Linked DNA regions of Gasterosteus aculeatus: region 1 is linked to region 2. Evidence: chromatin contacts called from public Hi-C data. All regions are on one chromosome and are shown on one strand. The core of a region is the stretch at or near the end of the contact, and the rest is flanking DNA. Distances in the headings are between cores, read along the strand shown.

Region 1 (2,859 bases), core at 285-2,784, 76 kb before region 2:
GTGAGACCACAAGCCTGCAATGCTCACACCCACCACCAGGAAGCAGCAGTATTCCATTAGGCGCCCGGTCTCGCAACTCACCATAGTTCCCACCGTAGCCAAACTGCTGGGGGCCCGGCTGGCCCATGTTTGGACCCCCCATGGGGTTCTCCATGCCACCGGGAGCTGTGACATTTGGAGGCGGACTGAATCCTCCAGCGGCAGCCGCCGCCGCCTGCTGCTGCTGCTGCATCAGCATCATCATGCGCTGCCTCCTCATCTGCATGGTGACCATCTCCCTGCTGCGCTGAGCCATCATCTGAGCGTTGAGGAAGCCCGGCTGCACCAAAAACAAACCGTCAGAGTGTAAGGAGGGATGGCGTGCGGTATAAATATATCTGCAATATATAAATGCAAATATAAAGTATGCGATGTGGGTGGGTGATAAGGTCTCTTTTGTTATGTGGACATAACACGATTTTATTTTGAATTTCACTCTACTAAAAACAGTCAAATGTACAAAAGTCGTGTTACTTGAATGTTGCATTTAATGTATTTCTTTAAGAAAGGGAAAAAATAACATTGGCATCATCTGATGTGGAGATTATTCTTCATTCAGTCAAGAGGTCCTAATAACGGAGGCTGAGCATGTTGTCATCCTCCCTCTCTTAATCCCCCCGTCTGCCTCAGAACTAATGAAAAATAAAATACTCATCATTGAGGGCGATGAAAATTCATGAAAATTACAATTAAAAGTCGGCTTGTAGTAGCCAACATGTTCAGATTCCAGAGACCTATAACTCCCCTTGTTTTAAAGTATGATCACAAACACCCAGCTGGTGATGTACCGCACTGCCTAGATCTGTTTAACTTGCCACAGGAGTCCGTTCTACAATTTCCAGGTTAAATTGGACACCAAAGAGGAAAAGAGGAGAGTCAGCCAGACTGCTGAACGGATCAGTAACACACTCTGATAGGGTCCCTTTAAAAAGGGTTTATACGTTTCAACCACTATTAAAGTTCCATTCATTGAGAGCGACTGACAGCTTGGGTCAAATTCTTTATATGCCCGGACATACTTTTCAAACTGGATTGCGGTGATGACATTAAAACCGTATTAGGGTGATTTATCTGTAAGACTTGAGTTTTCGTCATCTACCTGTCCTCCCATGCCAGGCTGCATGCCGGGCCGCATGCCAGGGTTGCCTCCTGGATTCTCCATCTTCATGCCCATGCCCTGCCGCGTCTGATTCATGAACTGAGAGAGAGAAGATGGAGGGGCAAATGTTACTTTGTCCCACTTGCATACGGTGTATGTATAGATAGTTGACCTCTGGTGGACATACCTGCTGTCCCTGCAGCCTCTGTTGCAGCTGAAGCCTCATGGGTTTGTTGGCGGTCATCATCCTGGGTCTCATCATGTTGGCACGAGGGTGACCCATGCTGCCCATGCCACCCATTCCTGGGAAGCTGCCACCTTGCCCCATCTGAGACAGCATTGGCCCAAACCCCCCCGGCTGGGCCTGCCCCTGCATGGGGTTCCCCCCATAGCCGGACTGCAATGGCATGGAGGGGGGTCCTGGATAGCCCTGTCCGTACAGGGGCTTCTGGTCCAGCACCATGGACTGGTCCTGTCCGGGAAACGGCTCCATTTGCTGCTCGCTTCCCTGGTTCTGGAGCAGAGGAGAAAAAGAGAACTTTGTCAAACCTCTCCATCTCATTGATTCATTTCCAATTGGTCGGCTCTGTAATTGTCTTTTTCTAAGCGGCACAGACAGATCCCTCCGGGGTCATCCATCTCTCTTTAGTGGGAGAACAGTCTGAGCACGGCGAGTCATGACTGAACTATCTAATGCGAAGTCAAACGCAAGGATAACTTATTATTGAGTCCTGAGACGGATCATTTCACCTTTTACTTCCCTTGCAGGGGGGGGGGGGATCCAGGGGAGCACAGGAGGGGAGTGTGTCGTTAAAACATTCTTTCAAAGTCTTTTCTGATGACCTACCTGGCTGACGAGGTCTGGGATGCCCAGGGCTCGGTCTATCTCCTCCAGAGCGATGCCGTCCGTGTTATTCAGTAGCGAGTCCAGCTGGTCCAGAAGCGCCCGCTCGTCGCTCTGACCCTCGCTGGTGGTGGGAGGCACCAAGAGATCATCCAAGGTGTTGCCAAACTGGCGTCTGCGAGGCACAGTCACAGAGAGCCGTTCATGAGGTTCTACTCCCTCCTCGATGCAGCTCATTCAGAGCGAATACAGACAACGAGGGATGCTGCACCGACCTGTTACCCTCCATGCCCATCATAGTGTCCGGCCAGGAGGGGGACTGGTTGGGCTGGCCCTGCTGGCTGAAGGGGCTCATACCCATGCCCATGTCGGCAGAGCCTCCTAAACCACAAACAAACATACACACACAATTCCACAAGAGTCAGTCAGAAGCCCCAGTTTATAAAATGTAATAGACAGGGACGCACAGATTTCTTTTGTCCAGTCCTACTAGACGTACCCATATCCATGAGCTGCTGCTGCAGCATGGACCTGGAGCCCGGTACGCTGTTGGAGCGGCCGACCATGGGTCCCGACATCATGCCCTTGCTGTTGCCGTACTCCATGCCTTGGCGCATCATGGAGGGGTGTCCCACTGGGCTGCCACTGGAGCGGCTCATGCCCCAGTCTCCTGACCCCCCCATGGGAGACCTCTGTGGAACCATTCCCCTGTTCATTGGTCCTGGTAGAATAGGACCAGACGTGTGTCACTATCGCAAACGGGTCTTTGGAATGTAAATTATTATTATACGAGAACAGGAAACAAATACAGGACTGGGGAACACACACACTGATTAAAGTGGGAGACAACGTGCTCACCCATGTTTCCCGGGTATCC
Region 2 (2,971 bases), core at 45-2,544:
AGAGAATTGTCTTAGTGTCTTTTTAAAAAAAATAGAAACATGTAGTTTGAGGTTACCAGAACTTAAGGAAAGTTAATCATTCTTTAAATAATAAACTCAAAAAATAATGAAAAACAGAATGCAGACACAACATAAGTTCCTCTGACACGAGCGCCTGTTTAATTGATCCATCGTCCCTGACTGGACCGGAACCGGGGATGTCGGACGTCACCTTAACATCTAACAGTCACCTGTCATTCGTGGTCGGGTACATTGTGTTCTTGATAGGCACAGAAAGGGGAGATGTTCACCGGGGGGGCAACGGCACCTTTTATTCACCGGGGCTCCAGCAAAGACAATCTGTTCCTCAACACGTCGTCATTTATTCTGCTTGTTGCGCAACAGGGAACGAGGCAGCACAACATGCTCTACGTTCAAACTGACTGCTTCAAAACACTTATATCAGCATATATGTCTATAAATGTGTTTTACATTGGCTTAAAAAATCAGATAACAGAGCAGGACAAAGATAGCTCACCCCCTTGTCATTTTTTGGAGGTTGCACCATTTAAAAAGCCAAATCTTTCTTTTGGCCTTTAGCTGGAATCTTGTGGGTTGTTGCCAGAAAACTTGAGAAAAAACTTCACAGGCTTGAAGTCACGTGAAGCAACAAAGTCTCCAGTCCTCCCGTCATGGAATGAATCAAACCGGGTCCCATTTATATTTGTCCCAAATAAATACCCAGATTGTAGACTTCAACTAAGCTGCGTTTTGCATGTGATGGTTTGGTCATATCAGACAAAGCCGATGGACAAGGTGTAAGACAAGATCTCACTGAGGCCGATTTTTATTTACGAATCCGATCATGTGATGCTGTCATGGTTTGGTGTGAAGTCCACCGGGAGAACATTTGCCCACATTTCTCATTGTGATACGTTAAACGAGGTAATCAGCGCTCAATATTCCCCTTTGAGTTCTGCTTGTAGCGACACAAATCATTCCCCTCAGTGCGTTCAGGTGATTCGATCACATGACGTGGCAGCAGACGGGTGGAAGCCTCGTGACTGCTGGTGGTCTTTTGGGGTCTCCAGCTGTAACGCATCCCTCAGGGACAGGAACGCGCTTCTTTCTCCACGGACCGGTGCACACATATTAGTATGTGTAATGTGTTGAGGAAGAAGCCAAGTTCAAATCTGATTCCTCTCTGATGCCGCCAATCCTTACAGGTTTTTAGCCAACATGTACTTCCTGTTTTCCCTTCCTCGTTTATACCCCTTTGCTGCTGTTTTTCTCCAACACACGCCCCCAAAGCTTTTATTCCTTCTGCATATTTACGACGGTCGAATCATTTCAACGCCTCTACGTTTAATTGTGAAACACGAGCACCCTCTACTGGCCAAACGAGGGATGTGCAACCAAAGAAAACGCATCGCCGACATTCACGCAGTTCAGTCTCAGTGTTCATAAATGCTTGTTACTTATTAACAGAGATGTAAAATACTACAGATTACTCAACGTCAGCTTCTTTTATTATTTATTATTTATCCAAGTTTTCTCCGACATTCTTATTTCCAAAGTTCGAGTGTTGTATTAGAGACTTTAACACAGATGTATGCTTAAATAGACGCAATCTCCCCGCGGCACCAAATTTCTAAGTAGGATTTCTGGAGTTATGTGTGCTGCTAGAGTAGAAAAACACTCAATATTTCATCTCACACACATTACAAATTGACTCGAAGCACCAACGAAGTACGTTACAGCTTACTGAGTGTGAAATACACAAACCCTCCACATCCCCGAACAGTGAGATCTAAAATGTTTCTCATTCATCCCGACAGACAATTGTCCCCGAGGTAAAAGAAATGTCCTCCTGATGCCTCGGTGAGCCGTCCAGTGGTGATCTGTCTCATGTGCCAAATGTTAACACACATTTAAACGGGGGGGAAGATGGAGGAATTGACATGAATCAAAACTAAAGAATCTTTGGGGTTTTGAACAAGTGCGATTCCCACATTTACGTCATCAGACACATAAACGTTCAAGGTTCCCAGTGAGATCGTCCCATGTGAAACACTAGTGGGGACTGTGATGGACACACTTGTTAAGTCTTGAAACTTCTTGTTGGAATCTCTAATGTCTGTTTGTTAAACACTCCGATCGAAACCCGCTCACGAGTTATTTCTTCATTTCTACTTCTCGTTTTGTTCTTTTTAATGTTTTCTCTTTGTTCTGTGGTCAACACACGTAGTACTATAAAATAGTAAATATCCCCCTCATGACATTTTCAACTGTTAGTAGTCCTAAAAACGGGCGAGGGTTAGCACGTAGCTAACGGACACCGCTAAAGGTCACCAGTGCGTCTCTTCCCGGGGGGGGCGTGAAGTCATGTGACTGTGCTGAAACAAACTTGTCCTTCACGGAGCTTATTTCAATCAACAATCCCAAACCCAGCGGAGAATGCCGAGGGAACCAGTGCGATGCAAACTTTAAACCCGAGGAGCGACATAAAGCGACGGAACGCACACATCGAGAACCCGCAGACACGCGTGTCCCACGTGGCCCGTCTACGGGGGCTTTGGCGTCTCATGAATAATTATTTATCTAGTATTTGTGTACAAGTCAAACTACTACAACTAATCGAATCCCCCCCACCACTTTGTCCCAGAGTGAAATGGATTAACACTCATGTTCACACACTTGGTGGTTCTCTACATTTCGGTTCTTCTAGGTGGCTGTTGGTTGGGTTTCCGTGACATGTGACACACACGTGTTCCCCTCGGGATGAAGCGTCGGTCATTCATTAAGAGAAGTGGCCGTCTTTTGCTCCTCTATATGAACTTTGCTGAAACAAATGTCCTCTCATTCGCACTGGACAAATGTCTCTGAAATGTGAAGTAACACTCAGTTATAGAACTAGAGGAGTCCTACTCAGGATCTACTCTATTCTTTACACAATCTTTGCACATTTTGCTCTCAACCTAATGCAAACAAA

The links. Hi-C and Micro-C count contacts between places; a contact is called where the count stands out from the background.
Region 1: a contact with region 2 is called in a Hi-C map of skeletal muscle, with 5 times the contacts expected there. The contact joins two enhancer-like sites. A contact is called at or near these places in 4 of 6 Hi-C or Micro-C datasets (liver, skeletal muscle, tail fin and 1 more).

Annotation. Positions count from the first base shown.
Region 1 is chr2:4,130,821-4,133,679 of fGasAcu3.hap1.1, reverse strand. It overlaps LOC120828941 (nuclear receptor coactivator 3-like), which reads right to left. Exons shown (of 23, transcript XM_078086729.1): 14 at 2,841-2,859; 15 at 2,482-2,703; 16 at 2,258-2,363; 17 at 1,986-2,157; 18 at 1,326-1,652; 19 at 1,139-1,237; 20 at 82-319. Among protein-coding and RNA genes, the nearest start is that of LOC144386290, 8.5 kb to the left of the region's middle. Within about 2 kb of position 1,534, at least 2 of the 9 cell types and tissues checked have open chromatin away from gene starts, as enhancers often do.
Region 2 is chr2:4,054,409-4,057,379 of fGasAcu3.hap1.1, reverse strand. All of the region lies in intron 6 of LOC120828851, which reads left to right. Among protein-coding and RNA genes, the nearest start is that of LOC120828851, 9.3 kb to the left of the region's middle. Within about 2 kb of position 1,294, at least 3 of the 9 cell types and tissues checked have open chromatin away from gene starts, as enhancers often do.